Regions from separate parts of the Mus musculus genome. Here region 2 is linked to region 1. The links are chromatin contacts, called in public HiChIP or PLAC-seq maps. All regions are on one chromosome and are shown on one strand. Each heading gives the region's core, a stretch centred on a gene start, on an enhancer-like site or on the middle of the called end of the contact. The rest is flanking DNA. Distances are from core to core; before and after follow the strand shown. Region 1 holds the start of Ippk (inositol 1,3,4,5,6-pentakisphosphate 2-kinase). Region 2 overlaps Iars (isoleucine-tRNA synthetase).

What was found. HiChIP or PLAC-seq counts read pairs in DNA pulled down with a chosen protein or histone mark.
Region 2: a contact with region 1 is called in an H3K27ac HiChIP or PLAC-seq map of embryonic stem cells, with 2.4 times the contacts expected there. The contact joins the enhancer-like site here to the promoter of Ippk in region 1. A contact is called at or near these places in 5 of 39 promoter capture datasets (cranial neural crest, frontonasal cranial neural crest, hematopoietic stem and progenitor cells and 2 more), 1 of 15 datasets of contacts at CTCF or cohesin (the NIH/3T3 cell line), 3 of 115 datasets of contacts at active chromatin or transcription factors (the SCID.adh cell line and embryonic stem cells) and 1 of 9 other capture datasets (pancreatic islet).

The regions. Positions count from the first base shown.
Region 1 is chr13:49,419,340-49,424,012 of GRCm38.p6, forward strand. Ippk (inositol 1,3,4,5,6-pentakisphosphate 2-kinase) reads left to right here and starts at 1,903. Exons shown (of 13, transcript NM_199056.4): 1 at 1,903-2,127. The coding sequence starts at 2,047.
Region 2 is chr13:49,704,540-49,709,212 of GRCm38.p6, forward strand. It overlaps Iars (isoleucine-tRNA synthetase), which reads left to right. Exons shown (of 34, transcript NM_172015.3): 12 at 294-385; 13 at 1,248-1,346; 14 at 2,140-2,266; 15 at 3,867-3,940. Among named protein-coding and RNA genes, the nearest start is that of Gm23482, 7.2 kb to the right of the region's middle. Within about 2 kb of position 1,877, at least 26 of the 459 cell types and tissues checked have an H3K27ac peak or open chromatin away from gene starts, as enhancers often do. A contact at or near this core is called in embryonic stem cells, where this site is marked.

The DNA.
Region 1 (4,673 bases), core at 653-3,152:
GGTTCATTGCTCAGCCAAAATGAAAAGCAATCACCAAACATCTCTATTGCTTCCTTCAATGCTCAGAGAATACAGTAGAAGAGGGGGTGGGAGGAAAGCCTGAGAAAGAATGAAGTGCTGTGTACCCATCTTCGGAGCAAAACACAGACTTTGCCATCTTAATCAAAACAGCCGCCTCAGCTGCATGGGTTTCCAGGGGTTATCGAAGGTAGACTAGCTGAAGGAGAAACCCACTCAGCTTTTGAAGAGGAATGGATCTGTGCTAGGATGGGAGGGGTTTTTTGTTGTTGTTTTGTTTTTTTCAGTGCAGCTGGTTTGAGGTCTTCCACACTAATATAAATAACCCTTCACCCATGCTCCTCTAAGCATGACCTGTAAATTCATTTGGTTCACCAAGCTATACTTGGGTACATTCATTTCTGTGGTCTTGAAAGACCCCGAGAGGAGCCCCTCGCTCAAGTCTCGGGATAATAGCGGACCCCCAAGAACTCACAAAAGACCAAACTTGATGCAAACCACCTGAGGCTTTATTGGGGGGAAAGCCAGAGCTCTGGGGACGACTTGTATCCCACGCAGGGGTAGAGGAGTTGACCCCGAGGGGAAAGGGGTCCCAGTTTTTATAGGCCCTCACGGGGGGGGGGGGGGAGGAGAAGGGGGGAGTAGGGGATTTCCAGATCTAAACAATGTCTATTCTTAAGAAATGGGTATGGGAGGGGTACAAGGAAAGAGTCTGGTGCAGGTGGAGCAACTCTGGATTGGCCCGGCTGTGGTTACTGGGGAGATTTTTCGATTCTATCCCAGCAACCAATATCACAAACACCTCGCAGTGAGGTGCAGCAGTGGGCACACACCTGGGTTTAAGGAACGGTCAGAACATTGGCAGACACACGGGTTCAAGGCGCGGCCAGAGCATTGTGCACCTCTATTTTTCTAAATCAGTGAAGCTACTTTTACTAACAATGAAATCTATTTTGCCAATTTGAGGGCTTCTGTGACCTTTTACATTCTATTAGGATCTTTCAGTCTGTTGTTGGTGTCCTATTTAGAATGAACAGGTTTTTTTGTTTTTTTCCCAGTCTTCCTTGGAAAAATTAACACAAAAAAACCCATACTATCTGCCTGCATTAAGCTGGATTTTCTTCACATACACCAGTTACAGCAATATTCAGTGCTGTGGCCAAACAATTTAACACAAATATGAAAATTATGTTTGAGACAGGATCTCACTAAGTAACCCTGGCCGGTCTCGAACTCCTAGAAATCTCTTGCTTCCACATCCAGAATGCTGAGAGCATCACCATGTCCAGCCCCAAATCATTTTTAAGAGCACAAGGACCGCATATAATTCTTTAGGCAGCTCTACCAGGCAGGGCCAATCTTCCCCGCATTAAAGGATAAACTGAGGTCATTGCTTTCTGCTGGGATGGGGTGGGAGAGTCTATTGCCTCATCTGCATTTCTGGATGTCTTGGGGCAAAGGCTCCACGGTGAGGTTTCCTCGCCACGTTTCCCGGAGTAGTGTGAACACCACCTAATGGCTCTCTTGGCCGGAGCAAGGCCATTGAAGGTGCATCCCATTCTACAGATGTAAGCGGAGGCTCAGAGTCGCCCGGCGCCTTACTGCAGCCCCACGAAGATCCAGCCGTGGCCCTAGGACAGTGCGAGGGTGAGCGCCTCGGACTCGGGGCGCCAGGAAGCCGCCGGCCTCAAGGTCCGGGAGCAGATCCGGAAACCTCCCTTCCGGTTCCCAGGTCCGCGTTTCGGAAGTGAGTCACTCTGCCAGCACATAATATGGCTTCCACTCCACCTACCACCCTGGACGTCGAGGGTAAGGTGGGCGGGACCCGGAAGTTGACCGTTCTGGGAATGGCGGCCGCCGGGGGCGTGGCTTCCGGCGCTCCTTGCCTGCAAGTCGCCGCCGCTGAGAGCGCAGGCGGCAGCTGACAGGCGCTTTTCTTCAGACGGCTGCGGCGGGAGCCCTGCGAGGCGGGCGGCCTCCAGCTCTCGTCCCCACGTCCCGGCCCGCGAAGTTCCAGGGCGCCGGGGCATGGAAGAGGGGAAAATGGACGAGAATGAATGGAGTTACCATGGCGAAGGCAACAAGAGCCTTGTGGTGGCCCACGCGCAGGTGAGCGGCTGGCGGGCAGCCCGGCTCCGGGCCTCACCCGACGGCTCCCGAAGCTCTGTGCCTGGTACCGTCCAGGTACCCAGGTCGTGACTCTTCCTCCAGCTTCCGCCCGGGTGGTTCCCTGGCACCCCCACAGTACCCTCCTCTGCTCCATACTCATCCCCGGCACCCCTAGCTCCGTTGGCTCCCCTTTCCTCCTAGTGTCCCTTCTCGGTTCTCTCTGTCCCGTCAGTACTCTTTCCTCATGCGCTGTGCGTGCCGCGTGGCCTCACACCGTGCAGCCTCCCCCGGGATGCTCGTCTTACTGTCAGGCAACGGTGGGCCAGAGGCTGAGCCTGGACCAGGGCCTGGGCAGCACAGGGGAAAGTTCCCAGAGTGCTGTCAGCCCACCGAGTGGAGTTCAGCCTCGAGAAACCACAGAGCTGGTGTTCTGCCTTGCTGCTGCGCTGTCAGGAACGGGGCGCTGCCACAGGTTCGCGTCCCGATCATATACTTTAAATGGTTTCTCCTTCGTTCAACTTGAAAGGCGGTTTCAGAAGATGTAGTCCTTTCCAAGGAGGCGAATTTAAAGGAAGAGAAGCATATGGATGGATCTGTGTGCAGCCCCAGATTTCTCTGACATTTTGCTGCCTGATTACAAGCTAGCAGGAATGTGGTGGGCTGGGGGAGTAGAAGGCGGGGAGGTGTCATGTGAGAAGGTTAATAACTCAGGGAGCTGGGGTGATTCACACCTCCACCACTGAGAAGCAGTAGGCTGCATTAGGAAAGTGAAGAGAGGAATAGGATGTACTTTTGTCTCTCTGAAGTTCAGATTGTATGGAGCTGTACTGAGTGTTGAGCAGCCTAGAGCTTGGGTCTTGTGTCTAGTTGGCACCTCTGACCTCCTGGTGTATTTGTTCAGAATGTAGACTGAAGAGGAGAAGGCCCCTCTTGGAAGTGTTTTAAGGCCTTTTGTGACCAAGGAGTGCTAATGTAAGTGGGGTGGAGAAACTCTGCTCCCTTCGGTCCTGGGCATGTCTGTAGTCCCCCTTCTCCTTTGAGAGCAGGTGAGCTTTGTTTCTCTGCTCAGCTTCCCAGGCCTGTCTCATCCAGTCCTGGAGAGAGGGAGGCTTTTACCTAGCCTCCCCAGGCATGCTCACTCTTTCTGATCGAGCATCAGTCACTGAGTTGAAAAGCTCTTCTAAAGTCCCCTGTCAGCCCTTCCTCCTCTGTAGCATGCATACACAGCTATCCTTAGGCCCATCCTGCAGGAGCTGGGCTGGGGTGGGGGAACTGGACATCCGTGCTGTCACTGCCACGTGCAGACGGATTGAGAGAGAAAATGAGCCTTCTGGGGACCTGGGGTCTTGGGGTAGAGGAGATCAGTGAGGGCTGCAGGAGTATATGGGGCATGCTTGGGTGCGCAGGAAGGTGGACCGCTAGCCAGTTTCACAGAGAAGAGTTGTATCAGGGTTCTCTGTCTCCCCTACCCCTAGCAACACCTCCAGAAGTTTCCACTGTTACTTGTCAGTCTGAGTTACGTCGTGATTTGTGACAGCTTTGCGGTTTGTCCATTCTCAGGTACGGTACCTTAAATCCCTGTCCACCTGGCTCAGCTAGCCCTCTGACCCACTCACTAGGCTGTCAGCCACCTGGTCACTGTCCTGTCTACAGGCTCAGGCATAGACCCCGAGGGCTCTTGGGCAGGAACTTGCTGCATTTTAGCACTGGTGGCCCTCCATGCAGCCTGAGGGTGTGACTTGAAGCCTGTGGCCTCCCTCAAGGCTACTGCAGCTTAACTGTCCTGAGGCAGCTGCATTTGCTTCCTTTACCTTCCTTTGGTTGGTTTTGGCTCTGGAGTCTTGTGAGCTCACTGTACATTTCATTGTCATTCAGTCTCTTACTCAGTTGTCCCGGGCACCTAGCCTTTTGGGTTGTGTTGGCCATGAGGTTCAGGGCAAACAATGTCCACTCCTATTATTATGCAGAGCTGTCATGTTTTCCTTCTTCTTGACAAAGGTATCGTGAAAGACTTGTTATTTAACTAACCTGCCCAGAAAGAACTTTTGTTGAGACTTGAAGAGAACTGCCCATTGCATGTTGGTCTAGTTTTAAAACCTTTCAGAGACCGAGTGGAGAACCTCAGGTCATTTCTAGAGCCTGTAGTGTCTGGGGCATGTGTCTGGAGTATTTAGGGCTGAACATCAAGCTGTAGGGATCATCTCACACTTTCTGTCTCAGTTTTGCGTTTTAGGATTTTTGATTTGTGGGTTTATGTTTTGCAATTTACTATTGTCTTATATGTCCAATTGAAACAGTTTAGATGGTCATTTTATTGTGGATGGATTTGTGAAAGTAGGTGAATAACCCTCAGTGTGGGGAAATGTTAGTAATGTTAATTGGGAAAAGAAAATTACAGACAGTGTGATTGTAATTACAACGACTAGAAGAAAATATGTCAAATATTGCCAAGTAGTTATCGCTTTTCAGTAGTATCATTTGATTGCTTACTTGAGAATGGATCTCACTGTGTTGCCCTGGCTGACCTCAAACTCTCCAGCTCAAGC
Region 2 (4,673 bases), core at 627-3,126, 290 kb after region 1:
TGCTGTGGTTTCATCAGTAGGGGTTGGGAGCAGTACACTGCCGTCTGTCCTGGCATGGCCTTCTGATGCTCAGGTGAACTTTCATGTTTGAGAACTTCAGTGGCTCATGCATCCTGGGCAGGCTTCTCAGCTTCTCTCCTCCTAGCCGTGCCTCCAGCCCCAGAACAGATGTTTTCAAAAGACATCAATTGTTTGTGCCTTTTACCCATTATAAAATATCAGCTCTTAGCCATGTATTTATATTGTTAGTAAGTATGCCAAGGTGTTTTAGTGACTGACTAATTTATTAACAGGATGCTGACAAAAATATCATTAGGATGTTGAAGGAGCAGGGCCGGCTGCTGGCGGCGGGCACGTTCACTCACAGCTACCCTTTCTGCTGGAGGTGAGGCCGCTGAGTGCTGTGGTGGTGGGGCTTCTCCTCCGCGCCGTGCGATAACCGCCTCAGTGTAAGAGCATCCTGTAAATTCAAATGAATGTACTCTTCAGTGCCCTGAACTTTGTCCCCACACTTTCTCTCTGTGCCCTGGTTCTATCATCAGAAGAACCATTTTCTTTTCTTTCTTTCTTTTTTTCTTATTTTTGTTTTGTTTTGTTTTTGTTTTCTTCCTTGTTTGTTTGGTTGGTTGGTTTTTGGAGACCCGAGTTTTTCTGTGTAGCCCTGACTGGCCTGGAGCTCTTCCGTAGACCAGGCTAGCCTGAAACTTAGTGCTTCTTCTGCTTCTGAGGGCGGGGATTGAAGATGTGCGTCATGCTCGCTCGCCCTCAGAAGAGCCATTAAAAACACTGTGTGTATGCACGGCTGTCAGTTTTGGGTCCTCTGCAAGAGCAGCAGGCATTCTCCAACTGCTGAGTCGTCTCTCCGGGCCCTAGCTTTGTTCATCTTTTTGCCTTTATCTTCCTGGGTTTCATTTGAAAGGAGACAGGAGACTCGGACGTCTGTGTGTTTAGTTTTTCATTGACTTGCTTGCTTTGTGTGTGAGTACTCCTTTGCGTGTGCCTGCGGGCCTTGGCATGTCTGTGGAGGTCTGTTCTCTCCTTCCACCATGTTGGTTCATCAGGTGCAACAGCAAGTACTGTCACCTTCTGAGGCATCTGCTGATCTGGACACTTGTAATCTAACATAAAAGTAACTGTCAGCAGAAGGCTGAGTAGGTGAAGTGATGCTGATTAGAAATTAGAATCAGTCTTGCCCTTGGTACCAGTAGGCCTCTGACTGACTAGTGGAATCTGTGTTCTGGTCCCAGGTCAGACACGCCCCTCATTTACAAGTCTGTGCCCAGCTGGTTTGTGCGGGTGGAGCCCATGGTGGACCAGCTACTGAAGAACAACGACCTGTGCTACTGGTGAGCATGCTCCTCCCTTCCGCCCTCGACATGTGCTGTGAGGATAGTTCAAGCACTCACCATCTCTAATCGTCTATCATAATTTGTAACTGTCTTTATTTGTCTAGGAAGACACAGTCACATACAGCTAAAGTAACATCTGCTTATGATAGAAGATGTAAGAACTCATTTTCTTTGTAAAGCCCACTAGAGATAAGCAAGTGTTGCTTGTGTATGCCTTACAGGATGAATTGGCTTTGGGGAAAATGTCTTAGCCAGACATAGTATGCACACTTTTAGTCCTGGAACTCGGGAAGCGGAGGCAGGCAGACCTCTGAGTTCCAGGACAGCCACAGTGAGGCCCTGTTACAAAAACAAAGGAACAATCTTGCTATACTCAGACTGTTAGCTTTCCTATGATGAAGACTAGTGTGTGTGTGTTTGCCAGAGCAGTTTATTTATAACCAGTTTGGGAGTTTGAGTCCCTGGTATGTGGGTATCTTCTGCCCTTGGCTTTACAGAAAGCCCAAGCACAGGAACCTTTGCCCTCCCCAATTGTTCTTCACAGCAAGTGGCCAGCCTACCTCATGAATAATCAAATAGGCAAATGGCCTACCTCATGAATAATCAAATAGGCAAAACAGAGGCTTCCCAAACATGTGCTCTGCTGTCTTTTCAAAGGATGTGCTAGATGTGAGCCTAGCATAGTGTTTCCACAAAGCGTCACACAAAGGCTTGTGGTGGCAGCCTGGTTTATAATTTTTACCTGGTCTAGTGCTCCTGCATGACTGTCCATGCCATCCCTCTGTGACAGGGTCCCAGAGTTTGTACGAGAAAAACGGTTTGGAAATTGGCTGAAGGAGGCCCGTGACTGGGCAATTTCCAGAAACAGATACTGGGGCACCCCCATCCCACTGTGGGTCAGCGAAGACTTGGAGGAGGTGAGACTGGGCCCTGTGTTGCTTGACTGTTGCTGAAGTTCTTTGTCATGTTGTGTGACTATGGTGTTAAAAAATGTGGACTCTGACTGTCTGAATTCCTTTCTAGAATGATCACGTAAGACAGTCTGTTTAGGGGGTTACTTTTTATTTAAGTGCAGATTTGAATTTTTATTCTGTAAAATGAAAAATAAATAGTAATTTTTTTTTCAGGAAATCAGCATATTAGATGGTGGGTGGGTGTTGCTTTGATTTCCCCCATCCTGTGCCACAGCATTGAGTTCTAGAACTAACTTCACGTTCAGCTGATTCGTGTCGTGGGGATGCACACCTGTAATCGCAGCCCTCGGGAGGCAGAGGCAGGTGAATCTGCCAGCTTGTGGCCCCCTGAACTCCACAGAAAGTTCCAGGCCAGCAGCCAGGAGAATATACTGGGACTCTATCTAAAAAGAAAAAGGAAAGAAAGTTAAACTGACCTTATGAGAAACTGGAGAAGAAAAAACATGGCAAGCATTGTATACCTTAACTTCCACTAGCGTAGGCAAACACAATTCCATGGCAGAGCCTTCCTTCTGTCCTGTGTGGAGAGCAACGCCCTGGGGTGTAGTGGATTCCATACAAGGACATGAGAGGAAACAGCCAAATTACTGAGTCGGAAACCTTTTCAGGACTGAAGGGAAGGAGCAGAAAAAGCCCTGGGTGCCCAAGAAGCAGAGGCCTTTCTCTGTGTGAAAGCACGAAGCCTCCTGCTGATCTGACCCCTCTGTCAGGTGGGCCTCGTTCCCTGCCAGGTCCACCTATCTCCACCCCAGTTCTTTACCTGAGCATGATCATCCCAACTCCTTGTGAATTAGGCCACTTTTATTTTTATTATCCCCTCAGCACAATAATTTAGTTCTAGCCTTTGATTGGAAAGATGACAGATTAAATAGCAAGATCCAGGCACAAGGAAGAAAGTAAGATGCCTAGGGTGGAGGGTATGGGGGACTTTTGGGATAGCATTGGAAATGTATTTGAGGAAAATACATAATAAAAATATTTAAAAAGAAGAAAGAAAGAAAGAGAGAAAGAAAGAAAGAAAGAAAGAAAGAAAGAAAGAAAGAAAGATAGATGCCATTGGTTGGGCTGGAGAGATAGCTTAAGGGTTAAGAGCACTGGTTGCTCTTCCAGAGGCCTTGAGTTCAATTCCCAGCAATCACATGGTGGCTCACGACCATCTGTACTGGGATCTAATGGTTTCTTCTGGTGTGTCTGAAGACAGCTACAGTGTACTCAAATAAATAAAATAAATAACTAAATCTAAGAAAAAAAAAATACCATTGGCCAATAGTCTAAGACATTTTATTTATTTTAGGCAGAGATTGAGTATGATAAATCCACAGGAATGCCTGTTGAGGTGGTGGCTGTGGGTTTAGGGGCCTGTGCTGCAGACCTGCAGAAGAGGAGTCACGGGAACAAAGCTAGCACTGGCTGCCCTGCAGCTCAGAGTGCTCCATTAGCCCACTTGTAAAGAGAGTCAGGTTTCTACAGCCATACAGCCTAAATGACCTTAGCACAGTCTCCTTGGCTCTGAGGAGTTCCTGTCGTCTTCGGTTTTTGACAGGTAGTGTGCATTGGATCAGTGGCAGAGCTTGAAGAACTGTCGGGAACAAAAATCTCAGATCTCCACAGAGAGAGGTCAGTTCTGACTCACTGCCCTGCTGTCATCCTGGTAAGGCCGTCTCCTGGGAGTTACAGAGCCATGCCTACTAGCTACTTGGTTGATGAGCCACGTTAGTTTGTGGTGTGCACCCTCCCTCCTTGATTGAAATGCCACATAACTTCGGTGCACGACCTTTCAGATTGAGGGCCCCTCATGGTCTCAGCCTTTGGGGACAACTGTCCATTTTTGAGACGAGGTATCACAATGTAGTAGCTCTTGCTGTCATGGAAGTCACTTCTAAGGCCATGCTGATCTTGATCTCACGGAGACCCACCTGCCTCTGCCTCTGCCTCCTGCTCCAGGGCGAGGTGAAAGGTGGCGGCCACCCCTCCAGGCCATGTGCACTTTTCCACTTCTTCTGAGAAGTGCATCGTTAGACAAATCCATTCACTGAGCAAATACACTGAGCAAAAACCTAGATGGTAGAGATAGGTTCATCACTCCGGCCCATTCATACAGTCAGGATACTTAGATGTGAATGTAAATAGGTGTTGGTAGCATAGCATGGCAAATAGTTTTACAGGAAGAGTAAGTATAAACCATGGTACTTAAAGCAAAATCCAGGCATGACGGCTGAAATCAACAGTCAGGAGACAGAGGCAGGTGCAAAGAGTTCAGAGCCCTTCACAGCTGTATAGCAAGTTCAAGGCCAGCCTGGGCTATGATGCCCTGCCTCAGAACTAGAAAACAAAAACAAACAAACAAACA